Regions from separate parts of the Anser cygnoides genome. Here region 2 is linked to region 1. The links are chromatin contacts, called in public Hi-C maps. All regions are on one chromosome and are shown on one strand. The core of a region is the stretch at or near the end of the contact, and the rest is flanking DNA. Distances in the headings are between cores, read along the strand shown.

Evidence for each region. A called contact is a pair of places that touch in the nucleus more often than the background predicts.
Region 2: a contact with region 1 is called in a Hi-C map of liver, with 8 times the contacts expected there. The contact joins the promoter of MAN2A1 here to the promoter of FBXL17 in region 1. A contact is called at or near these places in 3 of 7 Hi-C or Micro-C datasets (granulosa cells and liver).

Annotation. Positions count from the first base shown.
Region 1 is chrZ:27,547,423-27,552,755 of Taihu_goose_T2T_genome, forward strand. It overlaps FBXL17 (F-box and leucine rich repeat protein 17), which reads right to left and starts at 2,815. Exons shown (of 9, transcript XM_066988859.1): 1 at 1,973-2,815. The coding sequence starts at 2,698.
Region 2 is chrZ:28,018,009-28,023,678 of Taihu_goose_T2T_genome, forward strand. MAN2A1 (mannosidase alpha class 2A member 1) reads left to right here and starts at 2,818. Exons shown (of 22, transcript XM_066987870.1): 1 at 2,818-3,092. The coding sequence starts at 2,958.

The DNA of each region.
Region 1 (5,333 bases), core at 1,565-4,064:
TCATCCCACAATAAAGTAGGATCTTTGGAGAAGGGTTCATATTTAGGACATAGTATCTGTACCAAAACCCAGCAGGCCTTTAGGCCCCTGTATAATCCAGTTAATGAGAAGACTCCTCAGAAATCTGCAGTTAAAAGTCCCATAACAGAACAGGATGACGAGGAAGCACCTAAAACAAAAACAACAAATCACCACACACACGCAAATCTAGCTAAGGACTTAGGGGCAACTAAAAAACCGCGTAAGAATACTGGTAAAGAGTTTATTCCTTGCTGCTAGTATTAAAGGCAAGATTCTTCAAAAACCCTGCAGAAGGAGCTAGGCTACAGAGACTAAAGAGACCCAGCTACTGGGAGGTAGGGGACCAGTAGGAAAGGAACAAGTCAAAAAACTTGGAAGTACAGATACCATCAAGGTACTGTTTCAATGCGAAGTAGAAAGCCATCCAGAAAAGCATTTAAACTAGTCCACAGGTGAGAGGGGCATGACATATCCTCACTATTAAAAGAGCTGGTTTATGACAGAGTTAGATTACAATTTTTAAAAACATGAAACTGAAAAGTGCTGAATTAACTACAGAAGAAGTCATACCACTAATCTGAAAAAATGTTTAAGGTGTACCAGTTGATTTCAAATCTTAAAACAGAAAAACATCAGGGATAACATGGTCTTAAATTAACAGTGGCCAACAGATGGACTCTTTAGTAAAACTACAAGGCCAACTTTCAGTCATGCAATCAGAGAAGAGACTAATTCAGATATGACAGCTCATGATTTTTATACATCTGCATGTCCTGGTTTTAGCTAGGATAGAGTTAATTTTCCTCCTAGTAGCTGGTAGGGTGCTATGTTTCGGATTTAGGATGAGAATAATGTTGATAACAAACTGATGTTCCAATCGTTGCAGAGCAGTGCTTACACCAAGCCAAGGACTTTTCAGCTTCTCACACTGTCCTGCCAGCGAGCAGGCTAGGGGTGCAGTAGGAGTTGGGAGGGGACAGACCCAGGACGACTGACCCAAAGTGGCCAAAGAGGTATTCCATACCATATGGCATCATGCTAAACAATATATAGGGGTGGCTAGCCAGGGTGGGTGACCGGCTGCTCAGGGATAGGCTGGGCATCAGTCAACGGGTGGTGAGCAATTGCATTGTGCATCACTTGTTTTGTACATATTAATATTATTATTTTATTTTCTGTCCTAATAAACTGTCTCTATCTCAACCCACAGGCTACAGTTCTCTCGTTTCTCTCCCCCATCCCAGAGAGGGAGGGGGGAGGGTGAGCGAACGGCTGTGTGGTTAGCTGCCAGCCGGGTTAAACCACAACACTGCCAAAGGGAATTTGAGTAATGAATCTATAAAACACGGTGTGCCCTTACAAGGCAGGTGACACGTATCAATATATGCACCTCAAAAAACAAAACAAAATGATGTGCACGACAGAGAGTAGACGGCCCATGTTTGACAACAGCAGAGTGAGCATTCGGGAAATACCTCCTACACCGGGGTTGCACAACGAGCAGCACAGACCTGCTCACAGATAGGACGAGTGCCCTGCCTCTCACTCCTCCATTATCACACCCTGCTTTACGTTCAGCCATCTGACCCCAGAGTAAACTGCTCCAGGACTCCGAGCTCTGCACCCCAGCACGTAAAGACACACTTGCATCACTGTGGAGGACATCACAGACCCCAGCTCCAGCCAGGAGAGTGTTTTTACCTAAGGTTTAGGTGAAGAAAGACGAGGACATTCTAACTAGACCGCCAGAGTAGCTTAAAAGTGAAAAGTTACTTGAAAAGAGAACAGTAACAGCGGGAGCGCCACGGGACACAAGGCAAGACCGGGGTTTGAAGATACAAAGTAAGAGGCTGCCAGGGAAGGTGGTTGAAGGGACTCGGCTCCCTGGGGGGTTTATCAGGGCGACGGCTGCGTTTCGGGGCCGCCCCCCCGCTCCTGCCCCGCGACCCACCTTGAGGAGGATGGAGGGCGGCAGCTGGTTGATGTCGGGGGCGGCCAGCGGCTCTCGGCAGCCGTCTCCGGGGTGCTCCTGCGGCTCCTGGCAGCCCACCGGGCCGCTCCTCTCTTCCTCCGGATCCTTCTCGCCCTCGGCCGGGGGCGGCGGAGGCGGCGGGGCGGGCTGCCCCCCTCCGCTCCCCTCGCTGCCGTCCGCGCCGTCCGAGGGCAGGGCGCGCGGCTGGGGCTCGCCGGTCGGGCACTGGCAGGCGGCGGCCTCGGTCTCGGCGCTGGCGGCGGCGCTGGCGGCGTTGCAGCGCGGCTGCTTGCAGGGCGGGCAGGCGGGCAGGCCGGCGGCCCCCTTGCGCTTGCACACCATGTCGGAGAGCGCCTCGGTAGGCGGCCCGGCCGGTCCCGGGAGGAGGCCCCGCAGCGGCGAGGGCAGCAGGCCCGAGAGCAGCAGGCGCTGGCGGCGGCCCCGCGGCTGCCAGGCGGCGGGCGGCAGGCGGAGGAGGAGGAGGCGGCGGGCGGAGGGCGGCAGCGGGTGCCCGCCGGGCGGCGTGGGCGCGGCGGTGGGCGGGCTGGCGCCGTGCACGACGAAGCAGAGCATGCAGGGCCCCCGCAGGAAGCAGCTGCGGCTCCGCGCCGCCACCTTCCTCCGCCGGCGGCGGCGGCGGCGGTGGGTGGTGGCGGCGCTGTCCCGGCTCCGGCTGGTGGCCCCCTTGGCGAGCAGGTGGCCCATATAGGAGGCGGCGGAGGAAAGGGCCCGCGGGGCGTCACCGGCGGGCGGCGCCGGGCGCTGCCATGCTGCCGGCGGCAGGTGGCGGCGCCGGGGGACGGCGGGGCGGGTTCCGGGACGCGGAGCGGGGAGGGAGAAGGAGGGAGGCTTCCCCTGCCGCCGCCGGGGCACGGCAGGCGGCGCTGCCGGCGGGACGCTGCGGGGCACGGGCGCCGGCGGCCGGCGGGGGCGCTGCGAGCCCTCCGGAGGAGCTCGGCGCCCTCCGGAAAGCTTTGGAGGGGCTGGGAGGCGGTGCAGAGGGCCGGGTCGGTGCTCAGATCGGCGCCGAAAACACGGGATCTGGGGCAAAACTGGCCGGGAAGGCGGCGAAGGGGCGCAGTGCGTGCGGCTGCGCAGGACTGCGAGCGCCGAGGGTGGCTCCACGGCTCTGCAACGGACTGCGGCTGGAGCCAAGGCCACCGAGTGCTTTCTCCGGCCAAAGCCCCCGATCGTCTCCGACACCGCCCCGTGCCCTGCTTCCTGCTGCCCCCTGCACCCTGCCCGGCCGCAAACAGGGGCTGGGCCTGCTCGCTGCCCTTCTGCCTGTGCCACCGTGGGCCCAGCTACTGCATTAATACACGCTTGGCAAATTTGACTTGTGTGTGTCAGCATCCAGTTCCCAGTCATTCACATAAGGTGACTTACATGTGTATTTTTAAGTACACGTTGAAATTTGCCTTTAGTGAAAGGTGTTCGCCTGAGTGAAAGCGGAGGGACAAAGCAAGCTATGGTTAGGATCTAGCACTATCGTCAAGTAACAAAGGCCAACAGCAGACGTGCACAGTCCTATATAATAAGACTGAGATCTTGTGGCTTGTTGCCCACGAGAAACCATATATAAGGTCTGAAACACGTGTGGTGCTGTTATTTTTGTCTGATACCTGTATTATTACACCTCAACAGTTCAGTAAAAATATGTTAGCTGTAAGAAAAATATTTTGGATAAAAGTAGAGTAATAGAATGTTTTAACTGAGTTAATAACTCATTGAGATCCACCAATATAAATTGCAGCAGATGTTGGCAAAAATTTGGCAAGGTCCTTTCCTCCCTCAAATTTCAATATTTTCATATGAGCAAAGACAACTCTAAAAGAATAAGAATAGTCAAATTCAAGCATTCAAACTGAACAGCATTCAGAATAAATGCTTATGATGTCAAATATTCCAAATAAAGCTCATGATTAAATCTGTCTGGACAACTTCTGAAGCATCATTGTGACATTGCCTTTACTTATGTGATCACGTATTAGTATTTCGTGCAGAAATTTTGGCAAAGGTGACTGGCTTCTGTATGTTGCTTTCATATCTGATAGTCTGAGATATGTTGGTGCATTATTCTGAAACGTATACATACCGTCTCTACACATATATCTCACGTATGGAAGTCTTCCTATTCCTCCAATATTTACCTCGGTGTGATCCACCTCTGCTGCCTCCTTTTGAAATATGTTGTTTTTCACAGAACACAGACAAGGAAGATATCATCTCTTCTAGTCCCACCTTTCCTAAGTAATTTCACCTTCAGATAGCTTTCTTTATTAAACTTTCTATATTTCATTGCATGTATTTTTTTTCACTGTTGGTCTTCCCACTCTCTCCCTCATCTCCTGGGGGAGGGAGGGAGTAAGTGGCTTTGTTGTTGCTTAGCTGCTGGCTGAGTTCAATCCATAACAGAGGTAAACATAAATTCACAGTCAGTACAACTACAGATAGTACAAATATTTGTGACGTGATGACAAATGATGGCAGAACAGTCAGAGAAAATTATCATGTGAATTACCAATGGCTTCATTTTTGCAGTACAGAATTAGATACAGTAAATGTTTCTTTTCTATAGCTTTACATTCAGACAAATTTATTGTCTTTATCTGTGAATAGACCCATTCATGTTTTTATTGTCTTTCAGTTTTGTGGACCCCTAAGAATTCTTTATTAGAGAAATCTCTTTAGAAATGTTAACTCTCATGTATGTTAGTAATTTTTTCCGTCTAGAAGATGTCAGGCTGAAAACCAGCAGCAACTCAGTTGGTAGAGTGTCTTTTGATTTAGGCAGTATGACACTATCGTCATCTTACTTTTTTAAACCTTGCAAACCAGGGATTTCTCCTAATGATTTCAGCCTGCATTGTCAAACATTTCAAGTAATAAGTAGCTTCTAATTTCTAATTGCACATTTCTTCCTCCTCTGCCCATCTGCTAGGTTGATATTTTAATTTACTGAATGCACTTTACCTCTCTGTCAGAATCAGGATTTAGCCAATTCTAACGTTTATTTGTAGAATCGTGTTTTTTGGCCAACTGATGAGCACTGTGAAAAGCAGGCCAGGGGGTGGGATTCAACTGTTCTAACATGTTATGAGATGCTCCAGGTAGTCATCTGGAAAGGCCTGGGACAGCTGATGGAGGGCACAGCTGAGGCCCTCTGGAGCAGCAGCTGCAGGCCAAGAAGGCATTTTAGCTGCCGTGTGGTGTATCCCATGTTTAGACACCTGAATGTCAGGTACGGAGTGTCATTAGACTGATTTTTTTTACCTAGCAGCATTCCCTTGGGAAATTATATGCTGTCTTTTATAAAGTCCAATTTGTTTCACTATGTGTG
Region 2 (5,670 bases), core at 1,568-4,067, 470 kb after region 1:
ATATTAGGTTACTACGGTGTATCTAACAAAATAGAACAAGTATCTAAGCAGATAATGATTTCTGATATCGTGTCATCTAGCAGATATCTCAGAACAAGAATAGGAAGAGTTACAAAATCAAATACACAGGAAACATATCAAAATGTTGCCTAGAAAACCTGAGGTCCATATATACATCATGACACTGTTTTATGTAATCTGAATTTGTCCCCTCAGACATTATTACACAGTTTTAAAGCATAAGACCAGATACTACTTTGCACATGATGCATGCTATTATTGATTCAGTGGTCTGCACTTGCTGAAATTATCATGATACAACACATGGTTTTACTGTCATCTTCAGTTGTGGCCTCTCATCACTTGATACACACCAATGAAACAGTGAAATGGCAATACAGCTGTTAATTTCCTTACATTTTAGTCATGTTCGAAGAAATCATAGTTTATACAGTACTAATTTTATCTGTAAAACAACATTCATGAGGAAACATCCAAGTTCATAGCGTTCATTGGCCTCAGCTGCAAATGCGGGTTCTGTGTACTTCTGCAGGTTAGATCACCTATGTCTTGGGAAGGAACTTGGGAGGTAAAGAACCCCTACCAGCTTTCTGTAGATATGGTAGATATGCTGGCTTGTGTGACAGTATCAGCAAGAAGCCCTTTAATAGAGATGAGAACAGTGTCTGTGTGCGGCACTTTTGTTCTCTTAGCCACCTGACCATTATTGTCTCTCTGCAGTACTCTTGTCTCATTCATCAAACTGCTTCCGACTTTTTCAACTAGAGAAACAGAAGGTCTACAGATCACTGGTTTGTTCACAACTCTGTCTTTCCCTCTAGGCACCCTGCTCAAAGAATCAACTAAACATGTCGAGAAAAAAATGAGGAAAAATACTACCTATCTGATCACGTAAAAGATGAGCAAAGGCTTTGGAGTGAACCCTAAATAATACATATCCCAAATCCCGATGCCATTTTTTGAAATCTTATTGTTAGCTTACTGCAGATTTAAACACAATTTCCCTCTTAGGAAAAAGAAATTTGGAAATGGCATCTTACATAGATCACTGCAAATTTGGATTTTTGGTTGACAAAGGTATCTGAACTCCACTAACAAAGTAACAAATGTAAAAAGAAACATTTTTATTTTCTGTGTGCATCTGCCGCTAGAGGGGGGGATGGAGCAAATGTGAACAGGTAAAGTCCGTGAGTTTACAGCTTTTTGCTGAACAGCAGATAACATCAGGTTTCAAAACTCCTGGGTTTTATTTCTGATTCTGTAGAAGATCCACCTGCATCTTTCGTCTGTTGTGCCAGTCATCATTTGTTGTGCCCTTCCACTGTCATTCTTTCCTCTGACCTGTTTTGTCTCTTATTCCACGCTTTTCCCTGTTGTTGGCCCCTTTCTGTTCCTGCGCTAGCCCCCATTTTTTGTCCTTCCCCTGTATTGTCACCAGCGCTCAGCTTCACTCTTCAGCCTCTGTTTCTCACCCCCTGATTAAAATCGGTGTTTTGAAACTTAAACTCAGTCAATATGTACAAAAGTGGACAGTTTCTCTGCTGTCAGCATTTCCCACCATGGTAGCTGATAACATCCATATCCAGTAACTGCAGGAGTCCTGTAAGGCCTTTCACATCCAGAATCTAACACTTTATTATTATTATTATTTTTTTGCCTAGTGGGAGGAAGGGGGTTAGAAGTTATGAATTATCAATCCCTAAAGTAGGTTCTGTAGGATACTGGAACAGGCTCTAAATATGGAAAAAATAAGCATAGATTTAAATTTCCTGGCTCCGTCTACTGAACTTTGCTGGCCAAAAATTTGTTAGTATTACAGTTTTAGCAACTTTGTGGGGGGGGAGGGTTAGTGAGAAAGGAAAAGAAAAGCAGTGATGCTAACACCTATTTTTGGACTTCAAATCACAGGGGTGTCAGAGCTTCTCAGCAAAAGTTCTTAATGATGTATTATGTGTGCACTGGTAAAACATGCTTTCAGCACTCGTGCAGTTCTCAGTGACATTTCCCCAAAACACCGCTCAGAAGCAGACAGCGGGCGTGAATACGTCCGAACCATTAAATCTGTGAGAACTGGGAGCCAAACGACGCAGCAGAGCGGGGCTGCAACCCTCCCCAGCGCCGTGACAGGAGCTGCTTTCTGCCAAGCGTGCTCCTGGGACTCAGAGAAGCGAGGTGCGCGTCGGGGCCGACCCCCGAAGGGGGCACTCGGCACACGGCTCTCTCACGGGGAGGCCCCCACGGCTCCCTTAGCAGGTTGCCCGCGGGCAGCCGTTATCCGGGGCGCCAACGGCCTCCGCGCAGAGAGGGCTGGGGGCGGTGCCGCGGCGGTGACACGCTGCTGGCACCGCCCACCCGCGCGGGGGCGGAGCGCGGAGCTGCGGCGGCGGCGGCAGCGGCGGCGGGCGGGGGCTGTTGTGGGTGCGGAGCGTGTGCGCGGCGGCCCGGGGGGCTCCGGCAGCGGCAGCGCTCGGGCCGCGGGGCGGGGGAGGCGGCGACAGCGTGCGGCGGCCGGCAGGAGGAGGAGGAGGAGAAGGAGGAGGAGCAGGAGGAGGAGGAGCAGGAGCGGGGCGGCCGCAGGAGGAGGAGGGGAAGCGGAGCGGCGGCGTTCGGTCGGCCCCGCGGCGCTGCTGCCGCCGCCACTTCCCCGCTCGCTGCCGGGCTGCCCGCCCGTCTGATCCGCGCCTCCCGGCGCCTCCCGGCTCGCCGCCGGGCGCTCGGCGGGGCTCGGCGCGCCGCGCGGGGCAAGACTTGCCGCGCTCCGCCGGAGGGGGCTCGGCGCTGCCCCGCCGGAGGATCCCCCGCGGCGCCGCGGTGCCGCCGCCCGTCGCCGGCTCGGAACTTTCCCCGCGGGGCGCGGGGGGGCAGCGAGGAGGAGGAGGAGGAGGAGGAAGAGACGGCGGGAGCAGCGCGGCGGGGCCGGTCGGCCGGCGGCGGCGATGAAGCTGAGCCGTCAGTTCACGGTGTTCGGCAGCGCGGTGTTCTGCGTGGTCATCTTCTCGCTGTACCTGATGCTGGACAGGGGGCACTTCGACCACCCCAAGAGCCCGCGGCGGGAGGGCACCTTCCCCAAGGTGAGCGCCGGGACGGGACCGGCAGGAGCACGGGGAGGAGGACGGGGAGGGGGGGTGCGGAGGGTGCCTCCGCCACCAACTTCCTCCCCGCCGCGGCGCTCGTCCGGCGGCGAGCGGCGGCCTCGAGCCTCGGCGCCGGCCGCTGGGGCTCGGGGCGCGGCCTCTGGGCGGCGCTGCGGGAGGGGAGCGAGGGGAGGGGCTGCCCCGGCCCCGCCGCGCGTCCCGAGCCACCAGGAGCAGGAGGGGGCCGGGGCTGGCAGGAGCGCGGCTGGCAGCGAGACCTGCGGGCGCGGGGTGACCCCGCCAACAGGTAGGCAGCGGGGCTCGGGGCCGTGGGACCCTGCCCCTTCTGCCCCGGGTGGGGGGACACCTAGAAGCTGCCCGGCGTCGTGGTGTTAAACCCAGCAGTGTCCGTCTGGTCGCGGCGAGGACGGGAGCGTGTTGGATGGAGAACGCGTGGTGTGCTGTGCCGAGCTGTGTGTCTGCCACACGCTGCTGCGTGGGGAGAGTTTTATTGTCGTGAAGCAAAATAAAGTGTAGAAAAGCAAGCAGCGAAGGTGCAGCGTGTTTGTGCCTGTGCTGAATTTATCCTCCCTGAAGGCAGTAAAACAGAGGAACGTGTTTTCCTACAACAGTGAGGTGTCAAGTCAACAGGAGAACTCAAAAGGCTTGCTGAAAAAGTAAAATTTTATTTTTCTGATAGAACCACTGATTTTTTCATTTAATGCAAAGATAATACTTGACACCACTCTATTTCTGGCCACGGCAAAAACCTTGACTGAAGTGTATAGAAGGAGCACGGATCAGTTCTGCCTTTGTTTCTTCGAGTTACAGTTCAGAGGTCAGCCACTAGCTGTTTCAGGAACTAAGAGAACACGAAAGAAGCTTTGAAGAAAGCGAGACAAGGCTGGACTACTGAGGCTGCATCTGTTCAATATACAGTTCCAGCAGGAGAGTAATACTGCGTGTCATACTTGTAAAAGCTAGTACAAGTGCTGCTTTGGTGATATGGTCAGTATCTTATATTAGCAGAGCACCTCGTGTTTTTATCTCACCAGTTGAGTTTAATCCAGATAAAGAATAGAACAGGGCAGCTCGTACGTAGGTGGCCTTTTTTCTTTTTTTTTATTTAATGTCAGGATTTGCTTTGAAATACTGGAGTAAATATGGAAGACATATTAGATGTGTTTGGTTTTCCACTGTCAGTGTCCTGCAGTTGAAATTCCTGTCAGTATCCTACAGCATAATGCTTTCTCTCTTACGACCAAGGTCTAGTGCCTCAGTCTGCTGTAACATCTCTTTCTTATACAACATAAGGAGACAAGCATGTCTCCCCACGTCCTCCTTCCTCCCCTCGGACTCCTAGAACATTCCGCCAGCGTTTACTCTTTCTGCCTTTTCCATACCTAAATTCCTTCGAGGCTGCTCACTCTCACTACTTAGCACTGTTTCAGTCCTTCCTTTGGGTGGAAAAATTACCCTTTTTCTTCTTGCTGCTTTATCCTTCGAAGAAGTTACAGGTGAAGCTGATGTGACTCTGTCATTTCCTATTTGCTGTCCATAGGGTTCTGAATAGGAGTTTTTCACTTTGTTAAAATTGGGAAGCCTCTGGAACCTAGCAAATGTTTTCTGAGCCATATAATACATCAGTGTAAAGTTGATATGAAAGATGAAGAGGGAAAGAGAAGCCACCGAAAATATTGGAAAGGAAAACGCTACCTTAGTTTACAAAAAATCACGTCAGTGCCGTGTTGTCAGAACTCAATGTACTGTAAATGAAACCAGCCACAGATGTAAAAACTTCAAGCTGCTTTTGTTTGCAAAAAGCTCTGGCAGCAGTATATTATATGTCCGTGGATTTAAGAAGACATTTTCTTTCATGATGAGAAAGGTCAGTTTTTCTTATCGCTTTGAAGAAGGAACTGAGATTTTTTAATTTTTTTTTCCCACAGATTTTCAGATAGCTTCACTTCATACTTCTTTCTGATCTGACAATGTGCTAATTTTTCAACTTTGCTGTTTCTCTGTGCAGCTCTTGTAAGAGCATCCTTCACCTTGCATATCCTAGAAATTGCATATTGATTAGCTTGCTCTTCCTGACCTGTGTGGTTTACAGTAGCCTCAGAGAGGAGAAGTGGGTTCTTCTGGAAGCAGCTTCCTGTGTAGCTCATCAGCATTTGTCTGTCTAAGCTTTAATTTCTGCCAGGATTAGAGTTGGATTTTTTTTTTTTTTTTTTAGCTGGTAGTGCCTGTTGGTCTGCATTCACTGAAAGAATCGTGGTATGTAATACCAGTAGTAAAATGCAGGATGGGGATTGCTGCTCAACTTTCACTTCTGCTGTTTCTTCCAGATGCCTTCTCGTTGCATGATCTCAGGGTCGTGTGCATCAGGTTGAGGCTTGCGAACCTGACTTTTTTCAGATTTATCTGCTATTGCAGTCAAGAGTTACCCTTCCTGAGCTTGGTTTCTAGTTCGAGAGCTTAGGTGGTTGTTCAAGAGTGCCAACAGGAATGTCTTGCAGAAGTAATTTTTGGAGAAGATCTCTCAAGGAGTGCGAATACCCCTAAGCAGGAGCCT